Regions from separate parts of the Mus musculus genome. Here regions 2 and 3 are each linked to region 1. The links are chromatin contacts, called in public capture Hi-C and promoter capture Hi-C maps. All regions are on one chromosome and are shown on one strand. The core of a region is the stretch at or near the end of the contact, and the rest is flanking DNA. Distances in the headings are between cores, read along the strand shown.

The links. Promoter capture Hi-C pulls out the DNA fragments that hold promoters and counts their contacts. Capture Hi-C pulls out chosen DNA fragments and counts their contacts.
Region 2: a contact with region 1 is called in a capture Hi-C map of embryonic stem cells, with 5 times the contacts expected there. The contact joins the promoter of D730050B12Rik here to the promoter of Adamts16 in region 1. A contact is called at or near these places in 1 of 39 promoter capture datasets (hippocampal neurons) and 1 of 9 other capture datasets (embryonic stem cells).
Region 3: a contact with region 1 is called in a promoter capture Hi-C map of hematopoietic stem and progenitor cells. The contact joins the promoter of Med10 here to the promoter of Adamts16 in region 1. A contact is called at or near these places in 2 of 39 promoter capture datasets (hematopoietic stem and progenitor cells and hippocampal neurons).

What each region holds. Positions count from the first base shown.
Region 1 is chr13:70,839,854-70,844,196 of GRCm38.p6, reverse strand. It overlaps Adamts16 (a disintegrin-like and metallopeptidase (reprolysin type) with thrombospondin type 1 motif, 16), which reads left to right and starts at 2,386. Exons shown (of 23, transcript NM_172053.3): 1 at 2,386-2,707; 2 at 2,826-2,928. The coding sequence starts at 2,648. Gm36529 (predicted gene, 36529) reads right to left here and starts at 3,747. Exons shown (of 4, transcript NR_167928.1): 1 at 3,577-3,747.
Region 2 is chr13:72,814,287-72,818,629 of GRCm38.p6, reverse strand. D730050B12Rik (RIKEN cDNA D730050B12 gene) reads left to right here and starts at 1,867. Exons shown (of 4, transcript NR_046196.1): 1 at 1,867-2,026; 2 at 3,804-3,908.
Region 3 is chr13:69,807,427-69,811,769 of GRCm38.p6, reverse strand. It overlaps Med10 (mediator complex subunit 10), which reads right to left and starts at 1,888. Exons shown (of 4, transcript NM_138596.2): 1 at 1,718-1,888; 2 at 80-163. The coding sequence starts at 1,839.

The DNA.
Region 1 (4,343 bases), core at 1,137-3,636:
AGAAAACACATGACTATACCTGTAGCAGTCACACCACTAGTGGACTGGTGGATAATTCTTGCCTGGCAGATAGGTATGGTGAATTCAGCATCCATGACTGCTTTCATGAAACCTTCATAAGACTGGCTTCATCAAAGTTCCATTGCAGACAAGCCTTATCAGTCCCTCCCCTCCTGTAGGGACTACAGATAGCTAAAGGTCATAGGAGTGAGAAAGCCATCTTTCTTAGTGACATAGCCACTGGTACATTGCCCATGTCTCAGTAGCTAATCTTCATCTTCATTCAGGAAGCCCTAATTCAGTTCTCTCTTCCTCTCTCCCTCTCTCCCTCTCTCCCTCTCTCCCTCTCTCCCTCTCTCCCTCTCTCCCTCTCTCCCTCTCTCCATCTCTCCCTCTCTCCCTCGCTCCCTCTCTCCCTCGCTCCCTCGCTCCCTCGCTCCCTCTCCCTCTCCCTCTCCCTCTCCCTCTACCTCTCCCTCTCCCTCTCCCTCTCCCTCTCCCTTTCCCTCTCCCTCTCCCCTCTCTGATGGTTGGATATTATAGGCCCAAGGAGTGGCACTATTAGAAGATGTGGCCTTCTTGGAGTAGGTGTGTCACTGTGGGTGTGGGCTTTAAGACCCTCATTCTAGCTGTCTGGAAGCCAGTATTATCCTAGCAGCCTTCAGATGAAGACTCCTCAGCTCCTCCTGCACTATGCCTGCCTGGATGTTGCCATGCTTCCACCTTGAGGATAATGGACTGAACCTCTGAACCTGTAAGCCAGCCTCAATTAAATGTTGTCCTTATAAGAGTTGCCTTGGTCATGCATGGTGTCTGTTCACAGCAGTAAAACCCTAACTAAGACATGCACACACACACACTCTCTTTCTCTCTGCTCTCCTCCCACCTCTCTCATGTGTGCATACACAGACACATACACACAGAGAGAGACAGACAGACAGACAGACAGACAGACAGACACACTTGGGAACAATAGAACAAGAGAGACCAGGTGGAATAGAGGGGACTTAACAGGAGATAATGGGAGGCTTTAATAAAAGAACATAGTGTAGGTGCGTGGAATTATAAAAGAATGAAACAGTAAGTCAACAAAACTGTACTCTTTGACAATATTTTTCATATGAACGACTGAGAGAGAAAGGGAGGGAGCAGAGAGAGAGAGAGAGGGATATGCATACACAGATCAGTTCATCTTGATTCCGCCCTGTCCTTTCTGAGATGTATGACACTTCATTCAGGCTTATAAAGAGCCACTCTGGGGCATCTCAGCTCAGTGTAGGCTGGAGTGAGCACCCTGAAAACTGCAGCCACTGCTCCACATGCCATCCCCCTTCTCAGCCTTGCAAACCAGGCAAGGTCAGTGTGACTGCAAATGAGGGACCCTAGAATGGCAGCTGGAGGGAGCCTGAGATGTGAGACCAACCGGCAGAAGGAAGTGGAGTGCAGCTGCTGGGATGGACAGTCATTGGCAGTCCCGCGTGTAGAAACATCTACCCGTGCGCTCAGTGCTGTCTGTATCTGTACCCACCCTGCAGCAGACACTCTCAGTCACTGATGGTCACAAAAGACGCTCATACTCAAACACATACTCAGGTCATGATGGACCAGGACGCAGGGCTGGAGAGAGGGCATTCGCTGGTTGTCTTGGATAGACCTGGTCTGGTCTAGGCTGGGGCTCCTAGACTTCCTACTAGGATGCTCTGGGAACCCAGTGGCCTCACACCTGCTCTCCCAGCAGGTCAGCCAGAGTCTAAAGTGAATCTGAAATTGGCCACTGCTGTCCAATGAAAAATTAGAGGCGTGAGAAAGAAACCCAGCTTCCTCATAGCCTGCCCTACCCTGCCCTGCCCTGCCCCGCCCCGCCTCCATTCACCCCTTTTCTTCACGTGCCCCAGGCAACTAAGGACTCACATTCATTCATAAGCAGATACATTCCTCCCTATACATCTCCCACTAGAAGGGAAGGCCAGAGGGTCTGTAACCAGGGGATGGACTAGAGAACAATGAATGCTGGATGCCTGTCTCTATGCAGCTCAATCTTGCCCTTAAGTGAGAAGTCCCACAGAGCTGCAGCGGTGGCAGGTGGCAGAGGACTTTGGAGTAACACACCAAGACAGTTTTCCACAAAAGCACAGGGGTGAACAGCTAGATATGACTGTGTCCTGGCCTTGTCTCTACCCCAAGTTCTCATGTAGGTGGACAAAACACCTTCCTGCTGGGTCATAGGCGTGAAGGATGCCCAGTACTTACCATGAGTCTGCTTCATCTCCTCTCCCTGCCACTCCTCCCTTATCCTCCTCCTCCTCCTGGTACCCCTCCTCCCTGCTTTACTCCCTCCTCTATCCCCTCCCCTCTCCTCTCCTTTGCCCTCCCTAGTCCTGCCCTCTCCTTCTCTACCCTCCTCCCTGCTGTCCCTTGGTTGCTGCGGGTGCTTTGCCGCCCCCCGCCACCACTGCCACTCCACCTCCCGGTGCCGAACGAAGCTGCAGTGATAACTCTGATGTGCATGGTGGAATCGCTGCCTGGAAACCCTGCGATTTTGCCGGGTCGGTCCTTTGCACCCTAGCATACTGCTAACACCGGGACTATCCAGTGACCCAGTCTAGACTGCTGAGCTGAGTCCTGTGAGCCCTCGGGCACCGGGGCCATGGAGTCCCGAGGTTGTGCTGCGCTCTGGGTGCTGCTGCTGGCGCAGGTCAGTGAGCAGGTGAGTCCTGGCGCTAGGACCAGCAGAGTCTGATGGCTGCAAGTGCATTCCGCCCTTGGCTGAGCTCTGCAGTGCCCGCATTTTCACTGAGGTGTCCTCGTTTTTTTTTTCCCCCTAGCAGACACCTGCGTGCGCCCTGGGACTCGCAGCTGCAGCGTCTGGGAGCCCGGAAGACCCGCAGCCTCCCCCATTCTCTGGGTCCAGCTGGCTGGAAACCGGTGGTAAGTTCGCGCGGTGGGGGCTCTCGGTTCCTCACAGGTAAGCAGCCAGCAACCCCCTATGCTGGTCTGCAAGTCTCCTGGGACTCAGGACGCCAAAAGCTTTGAAGATGCTATCTTGCTCTTTCTATTCATTTCGAGCACAAGATCATGCTCAAGAATGACTTCCGACCAACGTCTGTATCCTATTTCCTAGTAAAATGATAATGGCTAGCCAGAGTTACATTGGGGGAGTGAGATATCTGGGTGTAGGAAGACTCCAGATCACTCTATATATTGACATCATTAATGTATACACCAAATCTATTATAAGCAACGTAGTCCCCACTCCAGCATCTTCCCCCCTCTCCTTTCTTTCACATTGAAGCTTTCTCCACTTTGACTGTCACAGGAGGAGACAGAAGGCAACCTCATTAATATCGCTTTAATGTTAATTAATAGCACAGGGGACATCCAAAGGATGTGTCCTGGACCTCCTTGAACATGAACTCGAATTCAAGTCTTCTGCAAGGTTCAGCCACCTCAGTGATTCACAAGTGGGTTTCCCCTGTGAGGTGTCCTAGCAATGACACCTGGTGACTGAGAAAGCAGGCCATTGCACTTGCTAGGAGGTTTGTGCTGGGTCCACAGCAAATGCAGGATTTTACTCACCCTGTCCTTTCCTGGGATGAATTAGCTTGAGATTGTTAGCAGAAATGGCGACCAGAGGCGAGCCAGGTTTAATCTTTTCGGCAGATTTTTAGAATATGTACAGGATTAAACAATTGACACTTCGGAAACCCTCATTATCGCTTCCTTCATCAGGATAAACTTACAAGAACTGAATTCCTCCTACTGAAAACAGGGTTTAAGAAGGGATATATGAGTCTCGGCTCTAGGACTCTGAGTGCCACTGGAGGGCGCCAGACCCAAACAGTACAGTGGTTTAGAAGGCAAGGGAAAGCCTATTGTGTTTGAAACCCACCCTCTGTCACCTGCATCTCCAACCCTCTTCTGATCCTCTTACTTCGAATTCTGACACATCATGACCTTACAAGGAATGTTCATGCTCTAACTTTGGACTTTGCACTACTTTCAGAATAAAACTTAAAAAAAAAAAATCCATAGGGACTCGAGGCATTTCAGACATTTATTTATTATGTGTGTAGGGTGCATGGCACTGTGGAGGTCGGAGGACAACTTGTGGGAGTTCAAGGATCAAATTCTGACTGTCTTGCTTAGCATGGAGCAGGCTGAGCAATCGAGCCTTGCCACTCGGGACACGTTTATTGCACTAACGAAGTGTTATCCAAGATGATAACATTATAGACAGAACGCTATTCAGGAAGAGAGGACAAGCTTAGTGCCTGAGGCCACAGGCAGGCTTCTCATGCCTGGCGCCTCAGTCCCGGATCCCAATGGCAGTGTTTCCATGGACT
Region 2 (4,343 bases), core at 618-3,117, 2.0 Mb before region 1:
TTTCAACATGGAGACTCTAAGGGGTAGAATCTGGGGCGACATTCTTTGAGTTCCCCCACCTTCCCAAAGTCCAGCTAGACCCACATTCCTAGGGAGTGAGCTGGAGAATTGTTCCCACCTCACAGCTACAGCATGTGGCCAGTTCTTGTGGGGTCTTCCAGGGTGCCCACGAACTCTTTCAAAATAAGACAGAGTCCTAGTGATGGCACCCGCTGAGCTATGACAGAGTCTGGTCACTGAGCTCCTGGAAGGCAGTCAGGGCTGGCTTTTGCTGTTCAGAGAAGTTTGGCTGCGGATGCCGGGAACCTGGGTGAGAATTTTCAGAAACTAAAAAGGTGACTGATGAGTTCGCTCTCCGTATTTTACAGGCTTGGTGCACACACAGGTCCTGAGGCAGAGGCTCACCTCGACATGCAGGAAGGGAACCTTAGACACCAAGCAAAGCCCAACACAGTATTTACTGTGGTTCGGGATTCCCAAGCCACAGCCTTTAGTGCTGACAGTGGGAGAAGCCCAGGCATGGTGTGGTGCGTGGTGTGTGTATATGTGTCCCAAGCCACTGTGTATGTGTGGGCCACGTGTGTGGTGAGGTGGGTCCTGGTTTGTGGTGCAGACTGCAGGGTGCTGGGAGGGTGGTGGTGTGTGGCCTATTTCCATCTTTGAAAGCTCAGAGGTTCATGAGGCAGGTGTGCCAGGCAGGTGTCTAGGTTTTCTGGCTCTTACAATAATTAGGACAGGAGTATGCAGCTGCTTTCTGTAAACTCTGGCTCCAAAGAGTTCCCTTTAGTTAGAAACTACTTCCAGAAGCAGGAGGCTGCAGCGAGAACAGCCTTCGGTTTGTTTGTTTTACATTTTCACAACAATAGAGGGCAGGAGTCTCTAACTGATCTGGGAGGCTCTGGGAGCAATTCCCTTTTAATTCAAGGATGTTTTTCTATCAGTCAGTCACAGGTTCACAATGGCTCTAAGGAGCAGTGTTTTCAGCAGGATGGCCAAGGTCATTTGCAGTATTGCATTTCTTAAGGGTTTGTAGACCTTAAGCAGCAAAGTGAGTTAAAACATCTTTCTCCCTATTTCCAACTCTATTTTTTGTTAACTCAGGGGTGGGGAAAGTGGTACAGTTCCCCGAGTTGTTTTTTAATCTATCTCTAAAATTTAAACAAAACAGACAACAGGCAAGCAAATACACAGACAGTAAGTCTAAACCTAAATAAGAGTTCTTAGAGACATCTGTCACATTTGAACGAGCCGACAATGTTAAGGCATGAGTAGTGACTTCCACACTGATTCTGTGTCCTGTCTCAGGGATCTCCACACATGGCCAGACCAGGTCTGTCCCAATGCACAGAGGTGAACCTCAGGGCCCCCACTTACGAACCTGGGCTGGAGGGTAGAGGAGAACAGGCCTGTGTCAGAGAGTGGCCAAGCTTAAGTACTACGTAGCAGTGCTTGCGCTGAAGCTAAGGTCCTAGGCAAGAAGGAAGTCACACCCTGTTCTTCCCCTTGCTGCTTCCGTCCCCTGACTGAGTGCTATCAGGATCAACAACTAGCAGGTAGCTGTGGGGTCCCGTCAGTGATTGCCAGTTGTGGGATCTGTGCTCCTCTATAGCTTCCTGGCTTCTTCTCCTTGGCCACAGGGTTGCCCACCTCGGTGTGACAGCTGTAAAGACTCCCGACCCTGTTCCTTGTCCGCCTCCACACCCACTGAACACTGCTGCCCTTAGGTAACCTCCCTGCCTCCTGTCACACTTGGAACTGCGACTATGATTACACATTCTATAAGCTCAGGAATCAAAGACTGTTCTCCGAATCTCCCTTTCTGCCCTTTCCCAGAAAACGAGGGCTTTCACCTGCTGACGCTGCCCCAGATTACCAGCTACTGTCGGTGAGAATCGGACATTTGTAACCTCTACTCAGCACATTTCACATTGCACCTGTCTCTGTCCGTGGACTTCTTGAAAGGCGCCCACATCTCTCGGCCGCTGCGAACCTGGATTATTTCACAACACCTCGCCAGCTGTCGCAGGTACAAACTACCTGGATATTTAGATACCAGAGTATCTAATAGGCCACTATCAATCTTTTATAGAGAGAATACATAAATTATAAACAAATATGTCCTTTGGTCTGGTCGAACAGCACACCGATCAAAGAGACACAATGGCAATGCATTTGCTTCCGCGGGCGCAGTATTCCCCAGCTCGCGGCTGCGCTGATGGACAGCCGGGGAGCTGTCGGCTTTTGTTCATTTGTCACAGTACACTTACCTCCTGTGGTTTTAAGTAATCAATATGGGAGCTGAAATCACCTACTGCTACGTCCGCTACCTCCTATTTTGTCCACTCATAAATTATGGATCGCTGCACAACATCAAGTCTACAATTTCGATTGCATTTGCTAATCATTGATCAATAATTCAGAGGCTGCGCCTCCTTCAAGGGCCTTGCTCTCCTACAGCATCTGGCACTAGCTGACAGCGAGTGAGGGAGTCCCTTATCACAAAGAGCAGCCGAGAAAACAACTTGTTTAAAGTCGCTCCTGAGCCTTCCTCTTCAGTGTTTCTGATGAGGGTGACTGTTTCTATTTGGTGCCTCCCTCTGGCTCCTGAGACTTAATAACTGTCTCAAAGTCCCAGCAGTGGCCTGTGTGGTGGGTCTAGGAAGGCTATTTTTCTGTTTGGTTTTGTGTGTGTGTGTTTGGGGTGCACCAGGTCTCACAGGGCAGGGAACATGTGTCCACAGAGTATGACCCAGCGTCCATGGAGGCAAAGCTGGGTCGGTGTGTCCTGTGACTCTCAGACTCACAGGCAAAAGCTACAGATTCACAGAAGACTGCTCTTGGAGCAAAGTCCTTGGAAGGACAATCTCCAGGGACTGGCTCCTTCAGGGTCCACAGTCAGCTTGCCTTCTGTTGGTTTTAAGGTCCAGCTTGTGGTACAGTCTGAGCAAAGTAAAAAATAACAATACATTCACAAAGCACCCTGCCTCTGGATGGGAGAAATCCTTTTATCTCAGCCCCTTTGAGGACAAGGTGGAGCCCTGCCCCCTTGCACAAGCAGCTGGCTGGACCTGGAGGCTGCTACTGGTGCAGATGTGGGGAGGGGAGGGGAGGGGAGGGGAGGGAAGAGCAGGCATTCAGCACAGAGCAGGGTGTAGGGCAGACTCAATCCGGAGCTGGGGTTTCTGGGAAGCCTTCTCTACAAAAGGCAGGCTGCTGTGGAGGTTGCCTGGCTTAGGCACAGCCCACTGCCCCCCTTGGAAAGAGCAAAAGGGCAAGGGGAGACCCTTTGTGGGCTTCCAGGGCTCAGGCTGCCTCTTTTCCCTCTTGCTGGATGCTATCCTGCAGCCTGCCTTCTATAGAGACCTGGCCTCACCCATTGTCAGCGCCCTGCAGGAGGGCAGCAGCCAAGAGGCTCTCAATAACTTTAACTTTCAAAAAGTGGGAAAAAAAGAGCAGCAGGAAGGGCCAGAGAAGAGGGCAGAAGGAAAAGGTTTAAGACAATCTGTGGCAAGAAGCAAAGCTGGCAGACCAGGAGTGGGGTGATGGGAGGAGGGGGAAGACAAAACTTTCCTTTAAGAAGAAAAAGAAAGGAAAGAATGGAAAGGGGCTTTTAATCTTTAGTGAACTTATGAGAACGAGTAGGAAAGCAAAGAACTAAGAAAAGGCAACTGTCACCTAAGAGTACCATCAGCTAAATCCGCCCTAGACCTGCGGCCCTCCTCTCCTCTGTTGCCTCCACATCCCTGATTCCACAGGCCCAAGTGAGCACCCCACTTTTCTTATTTCACGTTTTAAGCCTGCAGGTGACCTGGGGTGGTCCCTGAGAGACAGACTGTGGGGAAACTGAGGCAAGCAGTTTCTGGAACCAGAGCTGGAAGTGGAGAAGCCCGAGCAGGTGCACCACGAAGGTGAGGCACACATCTTTCACGCACACAGACCACTAACTCACTAGCACAGGATCCAAGCTCATGGAGGGGGTAGGCCTGATGGAGAATGGTACAGGTGGTGCTGGTAAAAGTCTGTTGCAGTCACCTTGGCTTTGTCAGAATGCATGGCTCACTGTATAGAACTGCCATATGCCTCCAACCAGCCTGCCAGCCAGATCTGAAAGTCTGTCCTTCCAAGTATTATGCAAAGGCTCAAACCACAACAGCTCATGGCTCAGCTCCTTCCATCAAGACGCATAGTACTTAAGACCACAGACCACCCTCAATGCTTACTCCAGATACCAGAGATTGATGGCCAGGACAAGTGGGACAACGGTTTGAACTGAGCTGCAGAACCTGAGCCCCAAAGTTTCTCTGGAGGGGTTCCTCAGTACCTCAGCCCCTGAGAGGAGGAGT
Region 3 (4,343 bases), core at 639-3,138, 1.0 Mb after region 1:
TGGCACCTGGGCCTCGCCTCCCTCCCTCTCACTGGCACTCACAGCTAACCAAGAATCAGAGAGACCCAGTGATACTTACTCAAAAACTTCCAGAGGCACCGTGATATCGTGCAGCTGCTGTCTGCATTTATCTATGTCCTGTAAGCCCGTAACAATAAAGTTTCTGGGAAAAAGGCAGAGTGGGGTACGTGGTTAGTTCAGAGGACAGCACAGCACACCCCTACACGGCACTGGCCACTGTGCTTCAATTCCTGAGGGTTAAAACGGCCAAGGTCAAGGACACCGGGGCAGATAACTGAGGTGGCAGCTGGGTATGAGATAGCCACGGGAACTGGATAAGAGAACAAGGCCAGTCACAGCAGGCTCTGGTCTAGGCAATGCGCCAGCTTGTTCCCATCCCACAAAGCCCTCCTTGAGGGGCAAGACCACAACTCTATACCTTAGTAAACATCCCAAGTGAGACACAATCCTGTACCCAGCTTTAAGAGACTGAACTGTGGGTAGAGATGGTTTCTTGGGCAGTCTCTCATTCCAGAAAAGGGTCTCCCCTGGGTGGGAACACAGAGAGGCGGCTTCCAGGTCCAGACACTAGAGGCAGGACTGGCCGTGTCTCAGCTAGGGCTATGCTGGCTTCCTTCTCCCAGATGAACCTGACTACCTGTCTGCTCTGCCTGTACCTTCATGTTACCTTCCTAACCCAGGAGCACCAGCACCAAGGCAGCTCAGTGGCTGGGATCAGAGGGAAGTCGGGAGACTGGCGCTAGCTACCTTAACAGGCTTCTTCCTCCCTAATGCTGCACACACCTGAACCCTTAATTGCCACGGGATTCTGGGGACACCTTTGGACTTACAAAATATGTTCAGATGCTTAATTTTTCCCTTCTAAACTCAGAAAGGAGGTGAAGAGAGAGCAGAGCTTTCTGGAGTGCATGTCACTGAATGGAGTTTCAGGGTAGACAGCGTGGAGAAGTGGGCTCCAGTTTAAGTGCAGTACCCACAGTCAGCAAGGAAAAAGCCCATCCCTAGTGGGTTGAACCTCGGCTCCCTCCAGAACCACTCCAGATCCCTGGAAAGTGTCCCATATATAAGCGGTGAGGCCTTCTCCTGAACACTGTGTTGTTTCCCTGTAGGCCATTCCAAGGCCTACACAAGATACTGTCAAGAAATCAACCCTCTGTGGTGGCCTTCTTCCACAGCGAGGCCTATGCAGCAGGTGGCTCAGGGCCCCCCTGAGGTGTGAAGTCAACCTCCCCAGTGCGGTGGGGTGGGGTGGAGTGTCCGTGGTGCCTACCTCCCCTTACGGCATCAGGGTAGTCCCAGACTGTCCTGTAGGGTCAGAGTGGTGCCAGCCTCCCCTGTGGGGTCAGGAGGGATCCTCCTCCCCTATGGGGTCAGGGTGGAACCGGCCTTCCACGTCCGGCCAGGATGGACCTAGAGCTACCTCTATCCCAGCGGGGTCATGACTGAGCCTCCTCTCCTGTGCGGTCAGATCCTCCTTCCCAGTGGAGTCAGGGTGGAACCGGCCTCCAGTGGGGTCAGGATGGAGCCCGTCCGCCCCGGTCAGGACGGAACTCGCCTCCCCTGTGAGGTCCGGTCAGGATAGAACCGGCCTCCCCTCGGGGACCCGGGATGAACGTTAGAGCCCCAGTGGGGTCCCCAAGGCCGGCGGGCAGGGGCTTCGCACAGACGCGCCGAGCCCTGCCGGGCCGTCACTCACAGCTTCTGGCTCAGCCCCGCCTGGCTGCTGGGCTGGAAGTCGCTGACGATGATGCCGAGCTGCCGAATGTTCTCCACGAACTTCTCCAGGTGCTCCTCCAGATGGTCAAACTTCTCCGCCATCGCCGGCTCCGCCCGCCTCTTAGCCTCAGCTCCGAGCGACTCCGGGTCCACAGTGCTCGCCCGCTTCCGGCTTCCGGAAGCCCACATCCGTTTCCTCGGGGGCGGGGCCTCCTGGGGGCGGGGCCCGGGCGCTATGGGCGGGGCAAGAGACGGGGTAAGCCTTTGAAGGGAAAACCCGCTTGGAAGCTTCTGAACTGTGTGTGTGGGAAATGTTAACCTGGAAAACACAGCAAAGGCATGTGTAAAGGGGCAAAAATGAAAACTCTTAGCTGGTACCTAGCTTTTCTCAGTAAAGAAAAAACAAGTCTCATCAGGGAAGTAAAGAAAGCTAGATTGAAGGACAAGAATTTAGATACAGTGGACCTTGTATGTTCATAATCTGGAAAGCTTGCGAGATGTAAGCAATTTTCTTTAAAAGATAATTATCTGGGCCCAGTGAAATGGTTCAGTGGGTGAAGACGCTTGCTGCTAACCCCGACAACCTGAGTTTGGTCTCCAGAATCCTACATGGCAGGAGGAGAGAACAGAATTCTATAAGCTGCCCTCTGACCTCCAGACAGGTACTGTGTCACAGGTATGCCCACACACGGCATACACAGACACACAATACATAATAAGAAAATGTATTTAAGTGGGAAAGTCAAAATAGAGCCATGCTTTTTAAAACTGGCCAGGAGACAACAATCACTTTCAAAAAGAAAAGAAAGAAGGAAAGAGAGAAGGAAAAAAGGGAGGGAGGGAGGGAGGGAGGAAGGAAAGAAGGAAATACCTAAGCCCTAGGTACTTTTCAACTCACTTTTTAAATTAATCAAACATTAAAGAACAAATTATTTCAAACTTCTGCAGACACTTTTAAGTGCTAGAAAAGGAACATTTCACAATTCAATTAAAAGGGGTGGTGAATTTGATATGAAAACCAGTCCTGAAGGACAAAAAGAAGAAATATAAGTAAGTCTTTCAACCTTCATGAAAGGAGAGACAAGGGGACAAGTGAGAGAGACAAATAGGGAGAATGGGGATGCCAAGGGATGTATACAGGTTCTCTGTGTTAGACTAACAGAACTTAGAGAGAGAGAGAGAGAGAGAGAGAGAGAGAGAGAGAGCGCACACGTAATATGAATTTATTAGAATAACTTATAGGCTGCCGTCCAGCTATTCCAATGGTGGATGGCAGTGAACAGAGAGTCCAAGAATCCAGTAGTTGCTCAGTTCAGTCCGTGACACTGGATGTCTCAGCTGGTCTTTGCTGGTCTTCAGTATACACTGGAATCCCAAAGAATCAGACTTTAATGTCAGTGAAGGAATGGATGTGCTAGCAAGGCAAGGGCAAGCAGGCAAAGAACAAAAGCTTCCTTCTTCCATGTCCTTATATAGGCTTCCAGCAGAAGGTGTGGCCCAGATTAAAGTTGCACCTCCCCACCTCACTATCCAGATCAAAGGTGTATGTCTTTTTATCTTAAAGGTTCAGAGCAGAAATGGATCCACCCACTTCAAACCAAGCAAAAACGTCCCTAACAGACACACCCTCTATTTCTGGATTCCTGTTCATTCCATATGTAGTCAAGTTGACCACCAAGACTAGCCATCCCAGCTCTCCAAATGCCCAGAACTGATATGTTGAATGCATGTATATTTAGTTTTATATATGTGGTGTTAGAGTGTCTGACAGGGTGTGTCAGGGGTGATATAGCAATGGCTGATTCATGGTGGAAAAACTGAGAATCCAGTTGCTGTTCATTCCGCGGAGCTGCATGTTTCTGCGCCCCCAATCTGTTGCTGGACTCCTGGGAGATTCCTGGAGAGCTATCAGGGTATGGTCTTCATTGGGATCTGAAGGTCATTGGATTTAGTATGGGCTCCGGCAACAGGAGAGATGAACTTGCCAGAGAGAGTGAAGGCAAGCAGGCAAAATTTTTCTTCCATGTCTTATAAGCTGTTAGTAGGTGTGACCCAGTGTATTAGTTAGAGTTCTCTAGAGTCACAGAACTTATGGATAGTCTCTATATAGTAAAGGAATTTATTGATGAGTTACAGTCTGCAGTCCAACTCCCAACAATGGTCAGTAGCAGCTGTGAATGGAAGTCCAAGGATCTAGCAGTTACTCAGTCCCACGCGGCAAGCACGCAAGGGAGCAAGAGTGAGACTCCCTTCTTCCAATGTCCTTATATTGTCTCCAGCAGAAGATGTAGCCCAGATTAAAGGTGTGTTCCACCACACCTTTAATCCCAGATGACCTTGAACTCGGAGATTTAATCTTCTGGAATCCATAGCCACTATGCCTCAAGATCTCCATACCAAGATCCAGATCAGAAACTTCTATCTCCCAGCCTTCGGATAAGGGTCACTGGTGAGCCTTCCAATTCTGGATTGTAGTTCATTCCAAATATAGTCAAGTTGACAACCAGGAATAGCCACTACACCCAGATTTAGGGTGCTTTCAAAATCTGATTAGTATCTCTGGGTATGGTAACATACACCCATGATCCCAGTGTGTGGGAGGCAGA